Regions from separate parts of the Mus musculus genome. Here regions 2 and 3 are each linked to region 1. Evidence: chromatin contacts called from public Hi-C and HiChIP or PLAC-seq data. All regions are on one chromosome and are shown on one strand. The core of a region is the stretch at or near the end of the contact, and the rest is flanking DNA. Distances in the headings are between cores, read along the strand shown.

Region 1 (3,748 bases), core at 521-3,020:
TTGCCTAACTATAAAACTAATTTTAAAAATCTATATGGTTTGAATTTGAAAGTTTGATTCCAGCTCACATTTTGGACCCCTGCTTACCTGTTGGTGGTAATGTTTTTGAAGGCTGTAGACCAACTTTAGGAGGTAGGACCTAGATGTAGGTCACTGAAGGTGGGTTTTGGGGGGAGAAGGAGTATTAAGATAGGATCTCTACACAGCCCTGGCTGTCTTGGAACTTACTCTGTAGACCAGGCTTGTCTCGAACTCACAGACATCCATCCACTTGTCTCTGCCTCCCAAGTGCTGGAGGTCCCAAAGTCCTGTGCCACTGTGCTTGGCAGGAGTGGACTTTTGAAACAAACACCAGCAACTCCTCAAAAACTTGGTTAGTTACATAAAATGCAGAATTCTCCATCATGCGGCCAGTCTGTTCCTCTTGCCTTCTGCCTTACACCTGAGTGGATGAACTGACCCCCTTGGCTCCACAAAACTTCTGAGTCTGACTAGGAAGTGGGAGAATAGCTCTTGTGTTCCATCACTGTAGTGCACGGTCATTTAACAAGGGCCACTCTCAGCCAGGCGTGGTGGCGCACGCCTTTAATCCCAGCACTCAGGAGGCAGAGGCAGGCGGATTTCTGAGTTCGAGGCCAGCCTGGTCTACAAAGTGAGTTCCAGGGCAGCCAGGGCTATACAGAGAAACCCTGTCTCGAAAGAACCAAAAAAAAAAAAAAAAAAAAAAAGAAAAGAAAGAAAGAAAAGAAAACAAAAACAAACCAAGGGCCACTCTCTGAAGATGGCAGGACCAAATCTAGTGCAGAAAAGACCTCTTGTAGCTGTAGTCTAGAGACGCTGCAGCTCTGATTGGCTGTTACTCCATCCAGAAAAGAGGTCGGTTTCCTCACGTGATGAAGCCTGACCCCGTCACGTGATGAAGCCGGACCCTGGCTCCAGGCGTTATCCTCACCCTGTGTACTGTGGGTCCTCTGGTAAGTGAGTCTGTGTGTTCTTTTCTCGAGTCTTACTCTTGGGAACTATGTGAAAAATAAATAATTTTAATAACCACAGAACTAGGCTGGCTCAGTGGTTAAGAGCGCTGGCTGTTCTTCCAGAGGACCAGGATTCTATTCCTAATATCCACGTGGTGGCTTACAACCATCTGTAACTCCAGTTCCAGGGAATCTGACATCTTCTTCTGGTCTCCCTGGGCATCAAGCACTTGTGTGGTGCACAGATACACATATAGGCAAAGAACACATACATAATTTTTAAAATGTTAAATACAGAACTATGGGCTGCGATGTGTCTGCGGCAGAGCCTAGTATCACCCCAGGTTCCATCCTAGACCCCAAAACAAATCCTCTTGCTAAGGCCACTTCCATAATGTGTTGAGTTCTATGCCTCCAGCTGTGGGGGAGGGGTTTCCAGAAATGCTCTCTGCCTTGTAATTCCCTAGTGTTTTCCCAATTCCCAGAGGGCAAGTTCAACCCCACTATCTGCAGACCATCTCTCTGTCTTGGGAAATTTTAAAAACTAAAAAAAAAAAAAAAAAAGATGTATATCTTTAAGAATCACATTGCTGTAAAAGGACGGCATGGAACAGCAATTCCTCCCCTGTCTTCTCTCTTTCCTCTTCCAGTAAAAGAGACATTTCCCCCAAGTGTGCGCTCTGCCCCGCCCCCTCCTTTCTGTTGAAGAGGCAGCGAGCAAGCGCATCCTCTCTCCTCCCGCACCTGCAGTACTCAGTAATGGCCGCCTAGGAACTCAAATCAGTACACAGACTTCTTCCTCCTCCCCCACCCCCACACTCTGTATTATATTTAGTCCACCATGTGACTTACACATAGGCAGTCTCCCAGGATCCGGCACTTGGGTTGTTTTCACTGTGGCTGTGAGCGTCTCAGAGGTTTTCTGTCATGCTGCATAGATAAGCGAGTACCTTACAGTGTGTGCTTGTGCTGTCAAGGGGGAAGTGCAAGGTTATCAGGTTCTCTCAAATGACCATCGGAGTATGATGTCCAACCTTGGATCTGGGGTTCTTTGCCAGTCTATTAAGTAGGGAAAAATGGCATTACTGGTTTTTATCTTACATTTCTCTCTGAGTTTGTATTTCACTTCTGTTCATGTGTTTAAAAGTTCTTTAGTATTTATCTCCTCCCTCACCGTGTGTGTGCATGTCTGTCTGTTTGTCTGTCTGTGTCTAGATCCCTTCTTCTACAGTGTGGGTCCTAGAGGTCCAATTCAAGTCATAGGGCATGTTCTTACCCACTGAGCTATCCCCCTGGCCATTATTATTTTTTAAAAAGATACTGTTTATTCAATGTATATGAGTACACTGCAGCTGTCTTCAGACACACCAGAAGAGGGCATCAGACCCCATTACAGATGGTGGTAAGCCACCATGTAGTTGCTGGGAGTTGAACTCAGGACCTCTGGAGAAGCAATCAGTGCTTTTAACCACTGAGCCACCTCTCCAGCACTATTACTATTATTATTAACAACAGGGTCTCTCTATGTTGCCTAAGCTAATCTTGAACTCACAAGAGTTCCTTCTGCCTCTGAATGCTGGATTAAAGGTGTGCACTGTCATGCCCAGCCTAAGGTTTTTGTCTATTGTACTAAATTTAGTCATTTTATTTAATTTCTGGGTTTTTTGTTTGTTTGGTTGGTTGGTTGGTTTTTGGGTTTTGGAGGTGTTTTTGTTTTTTGTTTTCTGTTGTTTGGCTTTGTTTTGTTTTTAATTTACAAACAACGTGCCCTTGTAAAGATCTGCGTGACCACTAGAGGGGGAAACGACTCCAAGTTTAACAGAGGCAGCACCTCCCAACCTCGACCTTTCTCATCAAGTGTTAAGACTTTTCTTCTAGCCTCACTGTGTGTGACTGGGCACAAAGGCTTCTGCCCATACGGATTGCACACACTGGTGCCACAGCTCCCTCCTGGGTCCTGATGACCCTTCCCATGCCCTGTGAATACCTGGTAACTGAGCCGTGTGGGTCCTTCCTTTGCGGTCTCTGTACTTGGCTTGGACCCTGGGTGGTCAGGTCCTTTAGGAGTCTCTTCCTCGACCGCTCCTGCCTCTCGCTCAGACTCAGGGACTCTGAAGTCCATCTCATCCCCAGGCAGCTATCGACCGCCTGTCATGTCTGCTGCTTAAGCCACCGTTAGCCGGCTTCCTACACTTGACCTCTAATTGAATTTCCTTGGAAACTCAGTGACAAGATTGATTCCGCCTAATTGAGTCAGAGATGGACTCTGGGTGCCATTCATACTGTCCGTGTCTGCCTGGGGCTCTCTGGGCTGAGGCCCCCAGACTCTCACCATCTTCATCTCAGTAAGGAACCTTTTACTTTAAAGGATCCTGCGGCTCTTTTTGGGGGGAGGCAGGGATAGGGAGGCAGGCCTCAGTGATCAGAGGACAGGAGATGCTTGTTTCTAAATTTGCTTTGTGTTCTTGTTCAGGTGCAATTCTGAGGGAAACAAAACAACCCCAGACCAGAGCGGAAGTCCTGGCTTGCTCAAAAGCAAGTTCAGAGATGAGTACAATGTACAATGTCGTCTGGCTTCTAGGAAGTCGGCGACTTAAACTTTTCTTCTTCTCCTTCAGTGTTCCTGGTATGACTCAGTAACGCAAAGGCAAGTGAGGGAAATGTGGGGGCTGCTGGGCTGTCGATCGCACGGCACTAAGTTCCAGGTAGACAGCAGAGAGACGCTCTGGGTGCCGATGTGTGGTAGGGTGGTCACAGACTTTAACTACATATCC
Region 2 (3,776 bases), core at 883-3,382, 210 kb after region 1:
CACACGCACACGCACACGCACACGCACACGCACGGTGGGGTGCAGGCTGGAGGGAAGGGGGGTCAGTCTCACTGCCATCACCTTTTCTGGGTCACACATTAACTAAGCCCCCACCTCCTATCGAGAGTGACTCCTGCCGTGTGGCGTGAATGGCAATGTGCCCAGTCCCTTACTTCTGTCGCAGACCATAGGTCACACATCATACATTGACTAAGCCTGCTTCCTTGTGATACAAGACCACCCCTCTTCTCAGAAACCCTTACAAAGTAGACTCCTTGCTTCTCCCAGGGCTAATACTTTCCTTCAAACTCTTTACCATACTGTCTGTTGCCCTGCATTTAAAAAAGTCTCTTGTCTCAGGGATTTGGCTCAACATCCCCTCTCCTCCCTTGCCTCCTCCCTCCCACTAGTAACACCTAATGGCCTTCCTACCAGAGCTCTTCTCTCAGGTTGTTCAGCGAGCTTTGGTTTTCCTTACATCATCCATTCATATTCATATTCTCTCTCTCTCTCTCTCTCTCTCTCTCTCTCTCTCTCTGTCGTGTGTGTGTGTGTGTGTGTGTGTGTGTGTGTGTGTGTGTGTGTATTCTAGACCAGGCTACCCTCAAATTCCTTATGTAGCCAAGGTTAGCCCTGAATTCCTGATTCTCCTACCTCTACTCCCATTTTCTGTTTATATGGCTGGGTGTGTGGGGCTCCTGCAGGCGACAGTGCACTTGGGATCTTTATGCCATGTCCCTGTCATTCTTCTTGGGTCAGAAGAATTCCCCGGAGAGAATGAATACTTTCACTTGCCTGTCTGGATGCCTCAATTCTTTAAGCCGAGAGATGAAAGAAAGCATCTAGTCTGCAAACGTTCCCTCAGTACTGGTTAATCTGACTCATTCCTCTCCTGCCTGCTGTTCCTCAGGCTCGACACCTCTACTCAGCAGGGGAGGCTCTGTCACCCGGGGCCATTAAGACACCAGATCTTAGAGATACAGCTCCTTTCTTCTCCTGGGACAGAGTCCTGTTACACAACTCTAGCTGGCTTCAGCGAACAGCTCCTTTTCCCAACCTCCATCCGCAGCGGTCAGGCTGGTGCTGCCTTCAGGGCTCTTCTGGACTGAGCTCCTCCAGAAGCCATTCTTCCCTTTGCTCCCACCAGTCGCCTGGGGGCACTGACAACGGACACCCCCTTCTCCTGCCCTGCAGGTGAAGCTTGAGACTTTACACCATAGAGTGAATGCTGACTGTGGACAGCGTGAGGCTGAGCTGAAGAGACTGCAGGAATCCTTTGACCCCCTCCCTGCCACCACCAGGGCTTGGACAAGCACAGATCTTCCTAGGTTGTAAGTTGTCCTTCCCATCAGTTGATGGGGAGGGTGAGTCCCTGTAGCCTGACTTCTATAACAGTGGGCTTTACGTTGTTCCACCTTCAGGCTTGGGCTGCTTGCCTTCCAACTCCTGGTGCCTTAGACTGACAAAATTCCACGGCAGGAAAACAGCATTGGAACCTACTTGCCTCACAAAGTCCCTTCACTCACTGTCACCACACCAAGGCCCCTAGAATTCTTGCCATCTAAGCAATGTAATAAAAAAGGACATATTTCTTTGAATTTTTTAATCCAGCATTTAGCAGTTTCAACTGAAAGGACAGCTCAGAGTGTGTGGACGAACACGAGGAGGGGACGCCTCTGCCCCTCCTCTGTTCCTCTGCTCTCACACACCACAGAGCTCCCAGAGACTCTCTTCAAAGTTCCCACCATGAGGACAGGAGGCGAGGTGGGCGAGGGCTAGTGGATCCAGTCAGGGTAGCTGGGCTTTCAGTGATTTCAAGGATCTGCTGAGTTGAAGTTACCTGAGCCCGACATGGTGACCCATGGTGAGGCAGTAGGCCAATCAACCCCTGTTAGCAGGAGGCCAGCCTGGTCTATATAGGGAGTTCCGGGTGGGTCAGCCAGGGTTACATAGTAACACCCCACCTCTAAATTAATTAATTAAGTAGGAAAGTAAGTAAGTAAGTAAGTGTCGGTGAGCCAGGACTCCAGAAGGAGATGAGTCAGAGAGGAAGCTGTTTGTGTGGGTCCTAGGTGGAGCCAACTGTGTCATTCAAAGTCACACCTAATGAGTGACAGAAGTTCAGGACAGTCACACTTCCTGTTCTCAGATGCACAGTTACTCATGAAATCAGGGAGCCTGATAAAGAGTAAATACTGAGCCAGCAAGAGGGAGCAGCGAGTAAAGGCACCTGCAGCCATTCCTGACGATCCAACTCTGATCCCGGGGACCCAGCTGGTGGGAGGAGAGAACCGGTTCCTGTAAACTGTCCTCTGACCTCCACATAGACACACACAACTCAAAATAACGTTCTTTTTCAAAGGAGGTGGGGCTGGGCTGGAGAGATGGCTCAGCGGTTAAGAGCACTGGCTGCTCTTCCAGAGGTCCTGAGTTCAATTCCTAGCAACCACATGGTGGTTCACAACCATCTGTAATGGGAACTGATGCCCTCTTCTGGTGTGTCTGAAAATCCTGCGACAGTGTACTCACATACATTAAATTAATAATAATAATAATAATAATAATAAATCTTAAAATAAATAAGTAAAAGAGATGGGGGAGCAAGCACCTTGCCATAGTCAATGACCGGGAGCTCGATGTTGGGGAAGAGGTCCTGCACAATAGCATTGAACAATGGGACATCCACTGACGTCAGCTTGGCGATGTTCATGTCTCTCATGGAGAGCAGCAGAACCTGTGGGGTTAAAGGGAGACCTAAGGACGATGGATATGCCAGAGTCAGTCCTCAGCAACACAACAGGGACAATCATGCGAGCCAGGGGGCAAAGCATGAGGTGGTGGGGAGGGCAGGGGTAGAGGCGTGCATGGAATACCGCTATCTGGAGAAGGAAAAGAAAGGCTGGAAAATGTTCCTGAAGACATCATCAGACCAGAGACAAAGGAGGCAAAGATCCGAGGGCCATGAGTTTGGCCTACCTCTTCATCAGACAGATCTGGCTGTAGGCGACGCTTCTTGCCAGCATAGCGCAACAGGGAAGTGAGGGCGCGCAGGCCGAAGTCGTAGTGGTCCTGTCTGGAGAGCTGCTGCACAGCCAGTGAGTACAGTGTGTACACCTTCTTGGCCAGGATCTGGGAACCGTGCAGAGGAGACAACAGCTCACCTCCCACAACTCCCCTTTAGGGACACTTGTAGACACTAGAACCTAGGTCAGGGACTTGAAACATCTAGGAAGTGCTCTGAACAATTGTAGGAGATCTTGTGGGCTGTGCTATTATTGGTTAGTGGCTTCACGGAAGTCAGACACCCCACCACCCATCTGTCCGTCTATACTCCTCTGGCTTCAGATCCCACTAACAGAACTCTAAGCTCCCGGTAGGATAAACAGATTGTGAGGCCTTCAGGGGCTCCTCTTTCCATGGAACAACAATAAAATAAGGAATAGATTATCAGAATACCTTGCAGTTGCCAAAGCCCTCCCCAAAGAGAATGATTTCCGCAATAAGCGTAGAATCAGGCACCACCATGGCAATTGGGCGGAACATGGACTTTAGGTTCTCTGGAAGCTCTGTGCGGCCGGCATAGCCTGGAGACGAAGCCGTCTGTTTAGAACCGGGTTTCCCTGTCCTCAATCGGTCTCTCAAGTGTCCCACTTACCCAACTTTTACCCTGCCCTTAACTTTCTCCCCAGCCCCAGCTCCAAGATGGAGTCCTTCCTCATCCCAGCCCTGACTCCCTATTCATCCTGTCTTCTTCCTTCAGAGGTGCTCTCATTATG
Region 3 (3,959 bases), core at 909-3,408, 230 kb after region 1:
TGCAGCCAACAAAGCTGAAAGGAGTTGGAGATCTGAAGAGCGCTTTGACATCAGACATGGAGATGCCGAGATGGAGGTGGCCCTGCTGGCTTTCTGGCATGGTGTCCTTTGGTCCCTTATTTCCTCACCATGCTCCCTTCCCTCCACTTTGAAATGGAAATGGATATTCTATGCCACTGTATGTTGGAAGTATGTGATCAACTTTTTAAAAAAAAAAAGATCTATTTATTTATTTATTTTATATATGTGAGTACACCGTAGCTGTCTTCAGACACACCAGAAGAGGGCATCCGATCCCATTACAGATGGTTGTGAGCCACCATGTGGCTGCTGGGAATTGAACTCAGGACCTCTGGTAGAGCAGTCAGTGCTCTTAATTGCTAAGCCATCTCTCCAGCACCCTGTGATCCACTTTTTTTGTTTTTTTGTTTTTCGAGACAGGGTTTCTCTGTGTAGCCCTGGCTGTCCTGGAACTCACTCTGTAGACCAGGCTGGCCTCGAACTCAGAAATCTGCCTGTCTCTGCCTCCCGAGTGCTGGGATTAAAGGTGTGTGCCACCATGCCGGGCGTGATCCACTTTTTGACTGTGATTTTGCTGGGAGTTACAGTTTAGAGATTGCCATGAGTCTCAAAAGAGGCTTTAAACTTTGGAATTTTGAAACAGTGTTGAGGCTGTTACAATGTGAAATTCTGAAGTTGGACTGAATGCATTTTTTTGTATTATGCTCTATCTACAGGCCTAATTGGGGGGGGGGGGCGTCAGGGAGTGGAATGTGGGGGTTAAAGCAAGCATGGTTCCCATGGGCTCATATGCTTAGTCATCAGGAAGTGACACTACTTGGGAAGGATGAGGAGGCGTGGCCTGGCTGGAGGAAGTGTGGGCTTTGAGGTTTCACAAGCCTCAGTGGGCCCAGGGGCTCTCTCTCAAGTTCTGATGGTTGTGGGTCTGGATGTAGGAATCTCAGCTACTTCTCCAGGGCCATGTTTGTCTGCATGCTGCCATGCTCCCTATAGTCTCTGAAACTGTAACCAGCCCTCAATTAAATGCTTTATTTTATAAGAGTTGTCCTGGTCATGATGTCTCTTCACAGCAACAGAATACTAAGACAGCAGCCAGCACTCTTTACACTCCATGTGGGGTGTGTGTGTGTGTGTGTGTGTGTGTGTGTGTGTGTGTGTGTGTGCAGGTGCATGTGTGTCACTGTGCACATGTGGAAGTCAGATCACAGCCTTATGAAGTCCATTTTTGCCCTCTACCTCTACAGCTAGGCTTGGACAGCAAGCAACACCTGAGCCATCTCAGCTACTCTGTGACCTCAGCTACCCCGTGGTCTCAGCTACCCAGTGATCTCAGCTACCCCATGGAAATGTTTTGAAATGAGAGTCAGAGGTGACAGCTGCACAGCACTATGAATAACCTCGGTGCCACTAAACTGTGGGAAATACTTGGGCTAGTGTGTGAATTTTATCTCAGTTTAAAAAAAAACAAACAAAAACATGGGGCAGTGGTGGCCTGTGACTTTACTTCCAGCACTTGGGAAGTAGAGGCAGGTGGATTTCTGTGAGTTTAAAGCCAGCCTGGTCCACAAAGCAAGCTCCAGGACAGCCCAGACTACATAGAGAAACCCTGTCTCAAAAACAAAAACAAAACAAACAAAACTCACAAAGCTGCTAACTAACGTATCAGCCTGGTCCTAGCCATTCCCGGGCCCTGAGAAGTGTCCTATCCCTGTTATTTATCCCTGGTTTCTACGGGGCCCCACTCAGCCCAGCACCTTCTCCAGGATCTGGAGGTCCTTGGAGACCGGCTGCTCGATCTTGAAGATGCCCAGATTGGAGCGGAGGTTGTTCTCCTCGTCCCGCATGGCCATCAGCATGGCGCGCATCTGTGCGATCTGATCCAGTGCAGCCGTGTGGCCCACGGTGCTGGTAAACGGCCCTGCAGGAAGCCAAGGTGTGGCTCAGACACACCACCACCCCCCCCCCACCCCCCACCCCCCCCTGCTCAGGTCCACGGCCTCTTGAAAGGCCAGCCTGTGGCTCCCTCAACTAAGTGGGCAAATTCCACTGTTGCCCTCACAGGAGAGAGGAAAGGGAAGGAGGGAGTGTGTGGGGTTGTCTTAGGGAAGGTCACCAAATCTGGACTGCAAAGGTGGAGGGCAGGAAGTCAAAGTAAGAACACTTCCGGCCCAGCCCTCCCAACCAGAAACCCACAGCTCTGGTGAGCTCATCCCACATTGCCCAGTAGCTTTTTCCCTTCGCTGGGCTGCCCACCGGGACTTCTGGTGTGCCGGGCCATGTCCCCGTCTGTTTTCACCTTCCCCAAGACATTTTAAAGGCTGAGTGCCCAAAGCCAAGACTAAAGGAGGGAGAGCGGTGGAGTAAGGCAAACCTTTGAACTCAAAGTCTTCTAGAAGGTTGTGTGCCTTCTTCTTGAAGTCATCGGCGGCATGGATAAGGCCTGTCTTGAACTTCTCCTTGTGTTTCTTCAGCATCTGCTCGCTATCCAGCAGGATTTGTTGGAAGGTGAGCCACTCCCCATTGAGGCTCTCCAGCATCTCCAGGACCTGGGAGGAACAGAAGGGAGGATGACCCACATGGAGCAGGCCTCTCCCCACTGAGACTAGGCTTCCAGGGCGTCACATATGCTGGGCAACACTTGGCCCCCACCCCCACCCCACTCTCCATTCACTGGGCCCGACTCTTCATAAATAGGCTCTGTGTGCGTGATCGATCCCCTAGAAACTAATCTCAAGTTGCTGGGGCCTAAAAGAAGGTCATCAACGGATGGGGAGCAGCATCATTTGAGTTAGACTGGGTCCTCTGGAGTTCTGCACCTCTCTCACTTCTCTGGACAAGGTCCTCCACCGGCTGTCACCACTGCTTTATGCTTGAGACTGGGGTGGACCAAACACCTCGGGAACTTACAGTGTCCGGAACTGGCACCTCATACTTCTCCAAAATGGTAAACTGCTCGTGAATGGGGGGGATCTGAGTCTCCAGGTTGGGTAGGTCATGCTGCAGGGTGTCCATGAGCTGCAGGCTGACCCCTAGCTCCTCCAGCGTCTGGGGAGGGTGGCTGATTCTAAAAGTCAGGAAAGAAAGGATTAGGTAAAAAGCACATCCCCAGACACGTGCATGCACACACATGCGTGCACACACACGCACAGGCAAATGCACAGGTGCATACACACACATACCTGTACATACACACATGCACACACACAGAGGCACATGCACACATGCACACACACACGCACACATACAGGCACACACACAGGCACACACACCTGCATGCACATGCGCACACACCTGCACACACAAATCACACACACTCACACATGCCCCCATGCCCGTGTGTCCCAGGCAATCCTTACTTTTCAGCATTGTCCTTGAGGTAGGAGTGCAGGTCCGCAAGGCGCCCAGCTGCCATCTCCTTGAGCAGGGTTGTGAACTTGTTCTGCCACTCGTTGCAGTGCTGCACCAGCGAGAACTTGAGGTGAGAGCAGTCCAGCATCACGAACTGGATGTTGAGGACCGTCTCTTCCTTCTGCACATTGTTCGCCACCTCCGTGTAGCTGTGAGGCCACACATCTGTTAGGCGGGCTTTACTCCCCCACGGGTGACCCCAACACCACGGCTCCACTCTTTTCCTTCCACTCAAACCTGCAGTCCTAGCTGGTTCTGTTGCCAGGTATCACCCACACCAAGCGGTGTCCACCTCCCAAGGGCTGGGCAGGACAAAACTGCAGCCTCAGCCTGAGCACCCCGTCCCCCTCCCTAGAGTTGCCTTGGTCCAGGCTGGTCTTGCACCACAGCTTCCCACTCAGTTGCTCAGTTGCCTCAGGAGCTTCATTTAGGAGATAAGAGCTTTTGCATTTTACCAGGCTGGACTCAAACTCCTGAACACAAGTGGTCCTCCTGCCTCAGCCCCCTGTGTAGCTGGAACTACAGATGGG

Evidence for each region. HiChIP or PLAC-seq counts read pairs in DNA pulled down with a chosen protein or histone mark. A called contact is a pair of places that touch in the nucleus more often than the background predicts.
Region 2: a Hi-C map of the N1E-115 cell line shows a contact between it and region 1, with 2.6 times the contacts expected there. The contact joins two enhancer-like sites. A contact is called at or near these places in 1 of 15 datasets of contacts at CTCF or cohesin (large pre-B cells), 3 of 484 Hi-C or Micro-C datasets (the N1E-115 cell line, bone marrow-derived macrophages and embryonic stem cells), 10 of 115 datasets of contacts at active chromatin or transcription factors (T-cell acute lymphoblastic leukemia, bone marrow-derived macrophages, embryonic basal ganglia and 5 more) and 3 of 9 other capture datasets (adipose tissue, embryonic stem cells and liver).
Region 3: a CTCF HiChIP or PLAC-seq map of CD8 T cells shows a contact between it and region 1, with 5 read pairs. The contact joins two enhancer-like sites. A contact is called at or near these places in 3 of 15 datasets of contacts at CTCF or cohesin (CD8 T cells, the NIH/3T3 cell line and large pre-B cells), 26 of 484 Hi-C or Micro-C datasets (B cells, the C2C12 cell line, CD4 T cells and 17 more) and 17 of 115 datasets of contacts at active chromatin or transcription factors (CD4 single positive thymocytes, the NIH/3T3 cell line, SST interneurons and 11 more).

The regions. Positions count from the first base shown.
Region 1 is chr11:69,264,706-69,268,453 of GRCm38.p6, forward strand. No RefSeq gene overlaps it. Among named protein-coding and RNA genes, the nearest start is that of Gm40039, 4.5 kb to the left of the region's middle. Within about 2 kb of position 1,771, at least 104 of the 459 cell types and tissues checked have an H3K27ac peak or open chromatin away from gene starts, as enhancers often do. A contact at or near this core is called in CD8 T cells, the N1E-115 cell line, T-cell acute lymphoblastic leukemia and 1 more, where this site is marked.
Region 2 is chr11:69,470,744-69,474,519 of GRCm38.p6, forward strand. Dnah2 (dynein, axonemal, heavy chain 2) reads right to left here. Exons shown (of 86, transcript NM_001081330.1): 37 at 3,457-3,584; 38 at 2,977-3,129; 39 at 2,609-2,734. Among named protein-coding and RNA genes, the nearest start is that of Kdm6b, 56 kb to the left of the region's middle. Within about 2 kb of position 2,133, at least 71 of the 459 cell types and tissues checked have an H3K27ac peak or open chromatin away from gene starts, as enhancers often do. A contact at or near this core is called in the N1E-115 cell line and T-cell acute lymphoblastic leukemia, where this site is marked.
Region 3 is chr11:69,489,728-69,493,686 of GRCm38.p6, forward strand. Dnah2 (dynein, axonemal, heavy chain 2) reads right to left here. Exons shown (of 86, transcript NM_001081330.1): 19 at 3,378-3,578; 20 at 2,929-3,085; 21 at 2,393-2,567; 22 at 1,776-1,939. Among named protein-coding and RNA genes, the nearest start is that of Dnah2, 57 kb to the right of the region's middle. Within about 2 kb of position 2,159, at least 16 of the 459 cell types and tissues checked have an H3K27ac peak or open chromatin away from gene starts, as enhancers often do. A contact at or near this core is called in CD8 T cells and regulatory T cells, where this site is marked.